Linked DNA regions of Capra hircus: region 2 is linked to region 1. Evidence: chromatin contacts called from public Hi-C data. All regions are on one chromosome and are shown on one strand. The core of a region is the stretch at or near the end of the contact, and the rest is flanking DNA. Distances in the headings are between cores, read along the strand shown.

Region 1 (6,782 bases), core at 3,178-5,677:
CCCCTTGTCTCAGGGGATTGCAATCTAATCTCTCTACTCTTAGGGACTATTGCCACATCCAGTGAGAAGTGCCAGGCCTGTTGAGCAGTGGTAGTGGTGGTGGGAAGAAAAGGTTTGACTTGAGAGGCGTGGTGAGGTAGAAGAGACAGAACTTGGTTCTAATTAGACATGACCTTGAGTGAGTGGTAGAAGCCAGGGTCTCTGGCCTGGGAGCAGGCTATATTATATCACCAGGGAGCATTCTTCTGGAGGAAGACAGGTTCCATTTAGGACGTTCTAAGTCTGAAGTGTTTGTGGGTATCTATGCAGTTGGATATTTGCTTCCAGGAAAGTGTAAGGGTGGGAGATTAAGAGTCATTTGTTTCAAGGTGATAGCTGTAATCCAGAAAAGAAGACCGATGAGAAAACCTAAAGCAAAGTTTACACTTGAAGGGCAAGGAAATAACAGGGACAAACAAAAAAAAGAAAAAATCAGAAGGACCAGTAGGAAAGGCTGAAGTGAAGCAGGTGTACCACATGATGGAAGGCAAAAGTGGGTAGAGTTTGGGTATATTTTTGGGCAGATGGAGTTCCTGGGCAAAGTGATGACTGGGAAGACACCCTTGGATATTGAGTAGCTCAGACAGCATGATTGTTTATATCAGGGTTCAGCAAACTTTCCCTATAAAGGGCCAGATAGCAAATATTTTTGGTTTTGAAGACATACAGTGTCTCTTAAAATGACTGCTATTTTAGTGCAAAATCAACCACGGGTGTGCATGCATGCTCATTTGCTCAGTCATATCTGATTCTTTGTGACCCCATGGACTGTAGATGGCCAGGCTCCTCTATCCATGGGATTCTCCAGGCAAGAATATGGGAGTACGTTGCCATTCCCTTCTCCAGGGAATCTTCCTGACCCAGGGATCAAACCCGTGTCTCCTACATTGCAGGCAGATTATTTACTATCTGAAAATCAACCACAGACAATAATAAATGAATGTATCTGGTTATGTTCCAATAAAACTTTATTTACAAAGATGAGACAGGTCATATTTGCACTGTGGGCCATAGTTTGCCAGCCCCAATCTGTGTCATATCTAGTTTTCCTAGTCAGAATCAGAATATGGTCTTCCATACACGGTTATATGTTTCATTAAGCTCATTGGAAAATATAAAAAAATATTTGGTCCAAGTAGTGATAAAATTTCTTTCACCATAATTTCTAGCTATTTGGAGTTGTTATACCTGGACACAGTAGATTTTGATGTATTTATGAATTTACTGACAAACTGATTCTGTTGCATTTTCTAAGCATGTAGTATGTCACGTGCATATTGTGGTGTATTTCTTCCTTTTCTAATTTGCATCTTTTTCTGTGTTCTAATTCTAAGTTAAAGAGAAGTGGATCCCCTTGTTTTCTACAGCCTTCCTCCTTCAAGACTTATTTGCTGGGAGCCCAGTAGCTGTGGCTTTCTCCTGGTGATTTCCTGAAGACCTATTTGAGACTGAAAGTTTTTTAGTCTTCAATAGCGATAGCAAAGGACAGTTTGGCAAATAAGAATCTAATCCCCCCCCCTTTTTTTTGAGCTTAAATTTAGTGGTCTGTTTTAAAGTTTTCTTCTTTGATTTTTTAAAAATCTTAGAATAAAATTCAAACTTCATACCTTCATACCACAGCCTGCATGATTTGCTTTCTTCCAGCCTCTTCCGCTGCATCTTTTTCTTTCCCTCAGTCATTTGTTCGCAGTTAAGTCCTTACCCGCCTTAGGGTCTTGACGCTGCTGTGTCCTCTGGCTGGAATTTACTTTCCTGGACCCTTCCCATATATATGTATATTTTTTTCAGATTCTTTTCCATTATAGGTTACTATTTTGTGCCACAGTACTGACCACAATCTGTAGTTATCTTGAATGTAGGTTGTTGTGCTTATTTATTGCCTTTCTCTTTACAGTGGATTTCAGGGTCTCTAAGGGCAAGGAAGGACCTTGATTTCTTGCTCACAACCATTGTCTCCAGTGCCAGGCAGAGAGTAGGTGCTTAATCAGTATTTATTGAAGGAACAAAAACATTCTCCTTTCTCATGGTCAGCCAGGCGCCTATCCCAAGCCTCCCGTACTGGACGTTCTCTATCTGCTGCTCCAAACCCACCCTCCACCCTTTCCTGGGAAGTAGAAATGTAGGCTGTGTCACCTGGGCATTCTTGCCCTTTGGGCTTTCGCTTGGAACTAGACAGTGGCAGCAGGTTTCCCAGGTAGTGCTAGTGGTAAAGAATCTGCCTGCAATGCAGGAGATAAAAGAGATGTGGGTTCAGTCCCTGGGTTGGGAAGATCCCCTGGAGAAGAGCACGACAACACACTCCAGTATTCTTGACTGGGAAATCCCATGGACAGAGGAGCCTCATGGGCTATAATAGTCGAAGAGGCTTCAGAGACCTGGACACGACTGAATGACTGAGCATAGAGATAGTGGACGCACGGGCACAAATCTGAGACTAAGAAGGACAGTGAGGCGGAGTATCTGTCTCCTCCCCCCACCCCTTCCCCGTCCCATCTCTCCTTTTAGAGTGAGTGCAGACTGCTTCTCTTCCTTGACTAAAAGTTTCGGTCCCTGTCAGGTTCTCTGAGTCCTGCTTGCTTCCTTTTCCTTCCAGGCCTGGAGGTAGAGGAGAGGAAGAAAGAGAGGCTGTGCGATGATTCCCTCTGAGCTTCCCGCGGGGTGGCCTCCTGCTGCCTGTAGTGTAGCGGCGGGGTTCCCTGCCGGATCCAACCCCAGGGCATGTCCCATTCCTTGTTTGATTCTGCCTCATTAAACTCCACCCACAACTCTGTAAATAGTCCTTTTATTTGATTCTCAATGACTGCCTTTGAGCTTGCCATTCTTTTCTACCGGGACTCTCAGATTAATCATTTATTCACCTGTGAAATGGGAAAGTGGACTGAAGTTTCTAATGCATCAGCATTTCTAGCTTGGCTACTGCTGGTCACTTTTGAAACCAGTGGTTAATTTCAGCAAAACTGATTGCAATCTGAGTTATCTAAAGATAAACTTGCTGCTCCATTTGTGGTTCTCTGTGCCTGTCTTGTTATCTGATAATATCTAGACTATGAACATTTTATGTAACTTGTAAAAAATTTAGTTTTAATTGGAGGATAATTGCTTTACAATGCTGTATTGGTTTCTGCTGTAAAAGAACGTGAATCAGCTTTTTAAATACATATATCTCCTTCCTCTTATGCTTCCGTCCCATCCCCAACCCCCATCCCACCCATCTAGATTGTTATAGAGCACTGGGCTGAATTCCCTGTGTTATACAGCTAGCTATCTATTTTACACATAGTCGTGTGTGTGTGTATATATATATGTATATATATATATATGCCGATGTAACATAAACCATTTTGAAAAAAATTTTTTTCCCTATGATTGAGGATAGGGTTGTTTTTGTGAATGAGATATCTAGATTGCTGGGGTGTAGGGATATAAAAAGAGGGAGGCTTTCATCCCTTAATTCTGTGGATATTCTCCTTTAGACCCTCTTATATTGAGCCAAAATCCACTCCTACCCTTCTTCTCCTGATGCCACCTTTGTGCATGAATCATCCAAAATCACTCCCTCATGGGAAGAAATTGAACAGAGATTTGGACTGACCTCTAAATCCTGTGCAGATTTCAGTGGTGCACTGAAGCTTGTTTGATCACGTAAGCTTGAAAGGAGCTCTCATAGGGTCAGAGGCTCCAGGTTAAACTGGATCTTAGAAGTCATCAGTTCCTTCCCGCATCAGATTGGTCATTGCAGACAGAGAATCTTCTCCTAGTCTTCCAAACACCGCTTGAACAGCTACAAGGACAGAGAATGAGAGCTGGGGAGTGAGCAGATTTTCAAAAAGATGGTCTATTTGATCTTGGCTGGATTGAAGATTTTATTCCTTACAAACAGCTTTAAAAAAAAGAAAAGAAAATATGGGGTTTAGTTTAGCTCTATGACTTCTTGTTCCATCTCGTCCAGCACCCAGGTTTGTGACCCCTCCAGGGGCTTGGATTCCTAAAGGGAACACTTAGGGAGCTGTCGTGTGCTATGCCCAGCCAGCTTTTCAGAGTGCCATGGGGATACTCTGCCCTTGTGGGTTAAGCCAAGCTTATGGTAAGATCTTTGATTTTCTGATAAGTATAGAAGTATGACCTACAAGTAATACCAAAAGAATGTCTGGTTTGCTCCTTTGGTAACTGGAATAGTGATTCACTGGGGAATGCACTGGCCCTGCCCACGTTGCCTCTGTGCATCATTGAATGGGTTTCAGGAACACCAACGTACGGATCTCTTTAGCCTTCGCAGTGGCTGGGCAGACAGCTGGTGATCTCTGTCTGTGAACCTGACCTGACTGTGCTATACAAATATGGTCACTGTCCCCTGTGTACCATGAGGACATAAAGATTGGGAAGCATTATTCCCTTGCCCTCCTCTTCCTTCTGCCCTCTCTCCCTCCAGACCTTCCCTCTCTCCTCATAGCGCTGATGTTCACGCCGTCATCACTGCTGATGTGTTGTTTCCTTGTGGTTTCCAGATGATCACGATGCAGTCCTGAGGTTTAATGGGGCACCCACGGTCAAATTCCAACAAGACGTGGGCACGAAAACCACCATTCGTCTGGTAAACTCTCAGGTAAAACTTCTTCTGTGCAGAAATACATCCTTCCACAAACATGGGTGGTGCTGACTAGGGTGCAGCCATCAGTACAGAGACTCTGCAAGTAGCCTGTCTGCCATCGAAACCAGCTCTGCCTTTTACGAGCCAAAGAGTCGTGCATCTGTTACTCCTGCCCCTCTGAAGAGGGGAGAATGATAGTGTCTCCGCAGGGTTGTGACGAAGGAGTGAGAAGATCCACACAAAGCACGCAGTGGCTGGCACTTATGTGTCAATGTTATCTACTCTGATATTTACGTGTGCAGAACTGAGTGGCTGTGGAGGGTACATTGGTGAGTGAATTGGACTCAGCCCTGCTCTCATGTAACTTACAGATACAGTCCAGTAGTCATACAGACAAATGTAAAGTTACAACAGATAACTACAAAGAAAAGGGTCAAAGTGCCACCAGAACCGAGAAAGGGGAGTTGTCCCTAGATAGGAAAGTCTGGAATAGCAAGGAGGTGTCTTTGCTGTGCAGGAGGAGTAAGGGGTCATGGTGAGAAGCATGGGAAGAGGCAGGGGCCTGGGGAAGGTCCTGTGTGGAAGGGGACGGGGGGCACCAGGACCCAGGAAGAGGCGAGAGTCTCGGGGGGGTGGGGTGGGGGTCATGTAAAGGGGGATGAGGCTGAAGATAAGAAGGAGCTTGGCCACGGTGCTTGTCTTCTTTGATGCATGCCCACACTTGCATTTGGTAAACATCCCTGGCGTCCAGTGATCACTGTAGTAGATACAGTGGGTCCAGTGGATGGCGGAACACATTTAAGAGGCTCTTGCAATCGTGTGGGCTAGAAATGCTGGCAGTTGTCCCAGAGTGGACATGCAAGTGACTGTGAGAAATGATGGATTTGAGAGCTGTTCCATGTGTGCAGATGACAGGTTCTCTGTGGGGCTGAGTGTGAGAGGTGAAGGGAGGAGGTCACAGATGCACCTGGGCTTCTGGCTTGCGTAACTGGCCAGATAGAGTCACTGAGACTGGAAAGAGTATTGGAGATGTTTTGGGTTGTGAAGGGCTTGGTCAGAGATGGGGGCAGAGATAAATATATATATATATCTTCTGGATATGCTTGATCTGAGCTGCCTTTTATGTATCTGTGAAGAGAGGTCAGACACAGACACAGATGAAGTCGCTCAGTCGTGTCCAACTCTTTGCGACCCCATGGGCTGTAGCCTACCAGGCTCCTTCCTCCATGGGATTTTCCAGGCAAGAATACTGGAGTGGGTTGCCATTTCCTTCTCCAGGGGATCTTCCCAACCCAGGGATCGAACTGGTTCTCCCGCATTGCGGGCAGACGCTTTTTTTAACCTCTGAGCCACCAGGGAAGCCCATGAGGTTGGAGGTCAGTGGGAAGGTTTGGGTGCAGATGAGGGTTTGTAAATCATCTCTTTCTATGTGGCAACAAACAGTGGGACCGAATGAGAGCATTGGAGAGAGTGTAAAGAGAAGAAAAGTCCATGCAGGAGCTTTGGGCAATGAGAGCAGTAAGAAAGAGGTCAGTGCCATTAGATTCTGCTTAAAGGCCAATTTAGATGAAGATTGAAAAGCACCATTCTCTCCTTAGCAAAATGGAGGCCACTGTTGGCCTCAGCAATAGCTAGGTGATGAAGGGAGAGTGATAAAGCCAGAAGCCGGCCTGGAGTATGAGGAGAAGTGAGATAGGTGGAGGATGGCAAAAATGGAGAGTTCCTTCAAGAATTCTGGTTCTGAAGGGCAGAGAGAAATAGAGCAATAGTTGTAGAGAGAGTTGAGGCTTCCAGGGCTCATTTTTGTTCTTTTCATGTTTTAGATTAGAGAGAATTGAGCATGTTTAAAAATCAGTGGAAAGACAGTCACAAAAGGACAAATGCTGTATGTTTCCACATACATGTGGTCCCTGGAGTAGTCAAACTCATAGAGATAGGAAGTAGAATGGTGGTTGCCAGGGCCTGGCAGGAAAGAGGAATTGTTGTTTAATGCATATAGAGTTCCAGTTTGGGAAGATGAAAAAATTCTAGAGATGGATGGTGGTACAACCCAGGTTGTACAACAGTGTGAATGTACTTAACGCCACTGAGCTGTACACTCAAAAATGCTCAGAAGGGTATATCAGAGTCAGTTCAGTTATTCAGTCATGTCCAA
Region 2 (6,007 bases), core at 1,997-4,496, 190 kb before region 1:
AAAGGACAGAAATGGTATGGACCTAATAGAAGCAGACGATATTAAGAGGTGGCAAGAATCCACAGAAGAACTATACAAAAAAGATCTCATGATCCAGATAACCATGATAGTGTGATCACTCACCTTGAGCCAGACATCCTAAAGTCCGAAGACAAGTGGGCTTCAGGAAGCATCACTATGAACAAAGCTAGTGGAGGTGATGGAATTCCACCTGAGATATTTCAAGTCCTAAAAGATGATGCTGTTAAAGTGCACTCAATATGGCAGCAAATTTGGAAAACTCAGCAGTGGCCACAGGACTGGAAGAGGTCAGTTTTTATTTCAATCTAAAGAAAGGCAATGCCAAAGAATGTTCAAACTGCCACACAATTGCACTCATTTTACAAGCCAGCAAAGTAATGCTCAAAATTCTCCAAGCCAGGCTTCAACAGTACATGAACCGTGAACTTCCATATGTACAAGCTAGATCTAGAAAAGGCAGAGGAACCAGAAATCAAATTGCCAACATCCATTGGCTCATTGAAAAAGCAAGAGAGTTCCAGAAAAACATCTACTTCTGCTTTATTGACTACACCAAAGCCTTTGACTGTGTGGATCACAACAAACTGTGGAAAATTCTTAAAGAAATGGGAATATCAGACCACCTGACCTGCCCCCTGAGAAATCTGTATGTAAGTCAAGAAGTAACAGAACTGGACATGGAACAACAGACTGGTTCCAAATTGGGAAAGAAGTACATTAAGGCTGTATATTGTCACCCTGCTTATTTAACTTATATTCAGAGTACATCATGTGAAATGCTAGGCTGGATGAAGCACAAGCTGGAATCAAGATTACCAGGAGAAATGTCAATAACCTCAGATATGCAGAAGATGCCACCCTGGCAGAAAGCAAGGAGGAACTAAAGAGCCTTTTGATGAAAGTGAAAGAGGAGAGTGAAGAAGGTGGCTTAAAACTCAACATTCAGAAAACTAAGATCATGGCATCTGGTCCCATCATTTCATGGCAAATAGATAGGGAAATGATGGAAACCGTGAGAGACTTTATTTTTGGGGGCTCCAAAATCACTGCAGATGGTGACTGCAGCCATGAAATTAAAAGATGGTTGCTCCTTGGAACAAAAGCTATGACCAACCTAGACAGCATATTAAAAAGCAGAGACATTACTTGGCTGACAAAGGTCCATCTAGTCAAAGCTATGGTTTTTCCAGTAGTCATGTATGGATGTGAGAGTTGGACTGTAAAGAAAGCTGAGCGCCGAAGAATTGATGCTTTTGAACTGTGGTGTTGGAGAAGACTCTCGAGAGTCTCTTGGACTGCAAGGAGTTCCAGCCAGTGAATCCTAAAGGAAATCAGTTTGGAATATTCACTGGAAGGAATGATGCTAAAGCTGAAACTCCAATACTTTGGCCACTTGATGTAAAGAACTGACTCATTTGAAAAGACCCTTCTGCTGGGAAAGACTGAAGGCAGGAGGAGAAGGGAAGGACAGAGGATGAGATGGCTGGATGGCATCACAGACTGAAAGATGATAGAGCCCCTGCTGATGGGCCATCGAGGTGAAATTCCAGACACAATGCACAATTTGGGGGGTAAGATTACTTATCAGGGATTTTTCTGCATCCCTCATAGAACTTCCTCCTGAAGCCAAATTCAATTCTGGAAGCTTTGCGAAATCTATGAGACAAGCAAACTGATGAAAAAAGTGAGTCTTTAGGGTAAAAAAATACACACGGACCAAGTCTTGTTTAGAGTCAGTTTCTTGGGATTCGCTACATTTCAGACTCCACAGAGGGTATCAGCGATGCCTGTGATCCAGGATCCTGGGACCAGTTTCTCTGTCTGGTGCTTTCAGTAACCTAATAACAGAGGCAGGGACTGAGGGGAACCAGAGGCCCTGTGCACGCAAGGACTGTCTTTCAGGAGGGGGTATGGAGGGCTGGTTCTGAGACAGGGAGTCCCTTGGCCACCTGTGCTCCTAGAGCTTTTTCTCGGGGCTTCCAGAATACATACTCCAAGTGCACTCCATTCTCTTTCCCTCTTCCTGTCTCTTTTCCTCCCTCCTTCCCTCCTCTCTCTGTATTTCCTTTTTTTTTTTTTTTTTTTTTGTACCAAAGGATTTCTTTAGTCCTTGTTTTATACTGGTGGGACTTTCTTGGTGGCTCTGATGGTAAAGAATCTGCCTGCCAAGCAGGAGATGCAGGTTCAATCCCTGAATCAGGTAGATCCTCTGGAGAAGGAAATGGCTAGTCATGCCAGTACTCTTGCCTGGAGAATTCCATGGACAGAGGAGCCTGGTGGGCTACAGTCCATGGGGTTGCAAAGAGTCTGACATGACTGTGCAACTAATAGCCTCCCGCCCCTCTGGGTGTGCTTAATGGGTGAGCAAATAAAAGGACAGTACAGTGCAAGCAGTGCTGTGAAAGATAAGCAAGGGCTCTCGGGGAGGACCGAGGGGGAACAGCAGTCCAGACGGGGGAGGAAGACAGGGAGGACTTCCTAAAAGAGAGGACAGCCCATGTGACCTGAAGTCCATGAGGGATCAGGCAGTGAGGGGGTACAGCTAAGGGGCTGCACAGGCAGAGGTCAGTGGTTAGTCTCATGGGACAGTGTATCTCTGGTTGTCTGACCAAGGCTGTGTGTGTGTGTGTGTGTGTGCGTGTGCATGTGTGTACATGTGTAGTTGTGTGTACAGGTGTAATTGTGGGTGTGTGAGCATGTGTACATGCAAGTATGTAATAAGCCAAATGTCTAACATGTAGCCCAGGAGATGGGGAAAGGAAGAAAGAGAATGGGAGAGAAAGGAGGAACAGACATAGAGAAAAGGAAAAGGGAAGAAAAAGGAGGGAGCCAAGAGAGGGAAGTGGGAGTTGAATGGGATGATCTGAGTCATCGTTCTTGGAAAACCCAAGGGATAGAGTCCTGAGAAATGGACTCTTGGAGCTTTCCCCCTTCCTCATATTGTGCTCAGATCTGAGGAATTGGAGGAGTGCTATCTCACTGTCACTGATGGTGGAAGAAAGGAGATCACACCTAGAAAATAAGGCTAAACACTGAATATTTCAGGGCAGAGAGAGCACAAGGTGGGCTGGAAGAATCAGAAGAATCTTTCCAGAAGAGGTGAGTGTTGAGGGAGCGGGTCTGAGGCAAACTCTGCAGAGCTGGCCAGAGTCCTGCTCGGGTCCTGACGGGGGAGCCGTGTGGGGGTTGCTCTTTTGTGGCTGACAGCGTGGATCTGGGTTCCAGGGCTCAGGATGCTGCTGCTGGGAGCTCTTCTACTGCTGCTAGCCCTGCCCAGTCATGGCCAGGACACCATGCAAGGGCCCCCGCTGCCCAAGGGGGCCTGCACAGGTTGGATGGCAGGCATTCCAGGGCATCCTGGCCACAACGGGACCCCAGGCCGGGATGGCAGAGATGGCACCCCTGGTGAGAAGGGTGAGAAAGGAGATCCAGGTAAGAATAAAGCCTTTGGCACCTTCCCATCACAGACTCCTCCCGGGTAGAGGAAGGCTTCTAAAACTACGAGAGGGCAGTAGTTACTGACTACGGCCCTTGTGCAGGGAAGAAACAAAGCTTTTCGATGTGACCCATAAGCAGCCTAAAGTGAATTGTGGATTGGCCTTCTAGGGGTGAACACACATGGTCCCTTTAAAACCAAGTACCCTTGGCTCTGCTCTACCCACACCATCTTTGCTCTTCCCCATCCTATTTCCCATCTCAGCCTCATCCATCCCTATTCTCAGTCTGCTTACATTCCTATTTTCCTTAATGTCCCCTTAGTTCCCATTCTATCCAGTGGCATTCAACCACACTTCCTGGGACCTCCTGCAGGTCACAGTCCTTTTCTTGGAGAACTCTTGCCCTAGTGCACAGGACTGTTAGACGCTACTACCAGAGGGTCTACACCAAATATGCCAGAGTGAATACGGACAAATGCCCAAAGGGTGGGATAGAGAGAAAATGCCGTTGATGCAGACCTGGATGGACAATGAAGGCTTTCAGGAGGAGGTGGGGCTTGAGTGAGACCTTGGAGGATGGGTATTGGGCCACCTAGACAGAGGGGACAGAAGAGTCCCCTGTGTACGATTGGTTGAGCCTGCACATGAAGTACTGGCAGGGTGGAGGGTCTGTGATGGAGACTTTTGGAGATAAGGTTGGAGAGGAATTTATGGGAGCACGTGTTGTAGGGGGATGTGGAGGAGAAGGTTATGGCTGTCCCTTTTGGGAGCTCTCGTTGATTCCTTGCTTTGTAAGTCAAGCAGATTGTAGGTAGGGGCCACAGGGACAGTGTTTTAGACTGAAACCAACCTAAACAGGAGTTCTGTTCCTTGGGTCACTGAGGTCTTCTTGTTCTCTAGGTCTTGTTGGTCCTAAGGGTGACACCGGTGAAACTGGAATCACTGGGATTGAAGGTCCCCGAGGCTTTCCAGGAGTCCCAGGCAGAAAGGGAGAACCTGGAGAAAGTGCCTATGTATACCGCTCAGCATTCAGTGTGGGACTGGAGAGCCGGGTCACTGTCCCCAATGTTCCCATTCGCTTTACCAAGATCTTCTACAATCAGCAAAACCACTATGATGGCACCACTGGCAAATTCCTCTGCAATATTCCCGGGCTGTACTACTTCTCCTACCACATTACTGTCTACTTGAAGGATGTGAAGGTCAGCCTCTACAAGAACGACAAGGCCCTGCTCTTCACCCACGACCAGTTCCAGGACCAGAACGTGGACCAGGCCTCTGGCTCCGTGCTCCTCTATCTGGAGAAGGGTGACCAAGTCTGGCTCCAGGTGTACGAGGGTGAAAATCACAATGGGGTCTATGCGGATAACGTCCATGACTCCACCTTCACAGGCTTCCTTCTCTACCATAACATCGAATGAGCACCATTAACTCAGAGTCTCCACTGGGCCAAGCAGTGCAAAGTGAAAGAACAGTCCACAGGTCTACAGTGTAGTTAGGAGACCAATTTTATTACCTAGTTGGGGGATTCCGAACATCATTCATTCATTCATTGATCAAGTACCTTTTTTAAGAAATGATATACTATGTTCCCAGGACAGTCTTGAAGAAGACATGTCCCCTGGCCTCAAGGATCTGTTATGTAGTGGTAATGGAAGGGTGATAACATTTACTGGGGAGTTTCACATACATGACAAGATAACTAACTACAAGACAGTATCTGACAATGATATTCTGTGCCTGCTGTTTTCCCTTATGTTCATGTCAATCCTATGAAGTACACAGGAAAATAGTCTTCTCTTTTTTACACTTGCAGTCCTGAGGATGAGAGAGCTGTGTGCCTAAGTCACACAGGCATTAAGCGGCAGAGTTAGAAATCCAACCCAGGGCTGTGGACCTTTTCCAGTATATTGTGTCTGTTTTAAGGACTACATAGCCTTTTGGTAGAGTATTAGTAGGGGTCTCCCACCAACTCATCTGAGGACCTATGAACTGGCCTTCACCACACATTAAGCCTTTCCTTTGAAGCACTCCCTCCGAGAAGGTGGTTCCATGACTAGGTCCCATTCCAGCTGGACTACTCCATACTTCTTCTTCTCTATGTCTTTCCTCAGACCCTTCTCTCTGGCCCAGAAAGTTGACTCCATCTCCACATGTTCACATCTTCCCTATCCCTCAAGACCACCAGGTTAGGAAGCTTGCTTGATGTGATATCTCTTCTTTCCTGCAAGTCTTCCTCACTCCTGGGCCCCTTTGCCTTTCCGCATGTCACCATGGATGAGAGTCCTGGGTTTGCAAGACATCCTCCTGCAGGCCAGGGATAATTACCCACAGAGGATCGTGCTTCCTGCACACTGAGTCCCCTTCCAGGTCCTTGACTGATGCCTCATGAAGATCAAACTCTGGAACCTCCTATCTACCCAGAGTTAACCCCATTTCTGTCTCTCCATATAACCAATCCCTATCTACAAAAACAGTTTTATTTTAGGAACTTCTTGATTTTAAACTCCTAATCTTTGTTCCACTGGATGGCTTGAATCTTTTCCACT

What was found. A called contact is a pair of places that touch in the nucleus more often than the background predicts.
Region 2: a Hi-C map of liver shows a contact between it and region 1, with 2.4 times the contacts expected there. The contact joins the promoter of ADIPOQ here to the enhancer-like site in region 1. A contact is called at or near these places in 3 of 5 Hi-C or Micro-C datasets (blood and liver).

What each region holds. Positions count from the first base shown.
Region 1 is chr1:79,902,171-79,908,952 of ARS1.2, reverse strand. ST6GAL1 (ST6 beta-galactoside alpha-2,6-sialyltransferase 1) reads left to right here. Exons shown (of 6, transcript NM_001285660.1): 3 at 4,545-4,642. Among named protein-coding and RNA genes, the nearest start is that of ST6GAL1, 12 kb to the left of the region's middle. Within about 2 kb of position 4,427, at least 1 of the 5 cell types and tissues checked has an H3K27ac peak or open chromatin away from gene starts, as enhancers often do.
Region 2 is chr1:80,093,374-80,099,380 of ARS1.2, reverse strand. It overlaps ADIPOQ (adiponectin, C1Q and collagen domain containing), which reads left to right and starts at 3,246. Exons shown (of 2, transcript NM_001287573.1): 1 at 3,246-3,453; 2 at 4,359-5,004. The coding sequence starts at 3,255. The coding sequence ends at 4,879.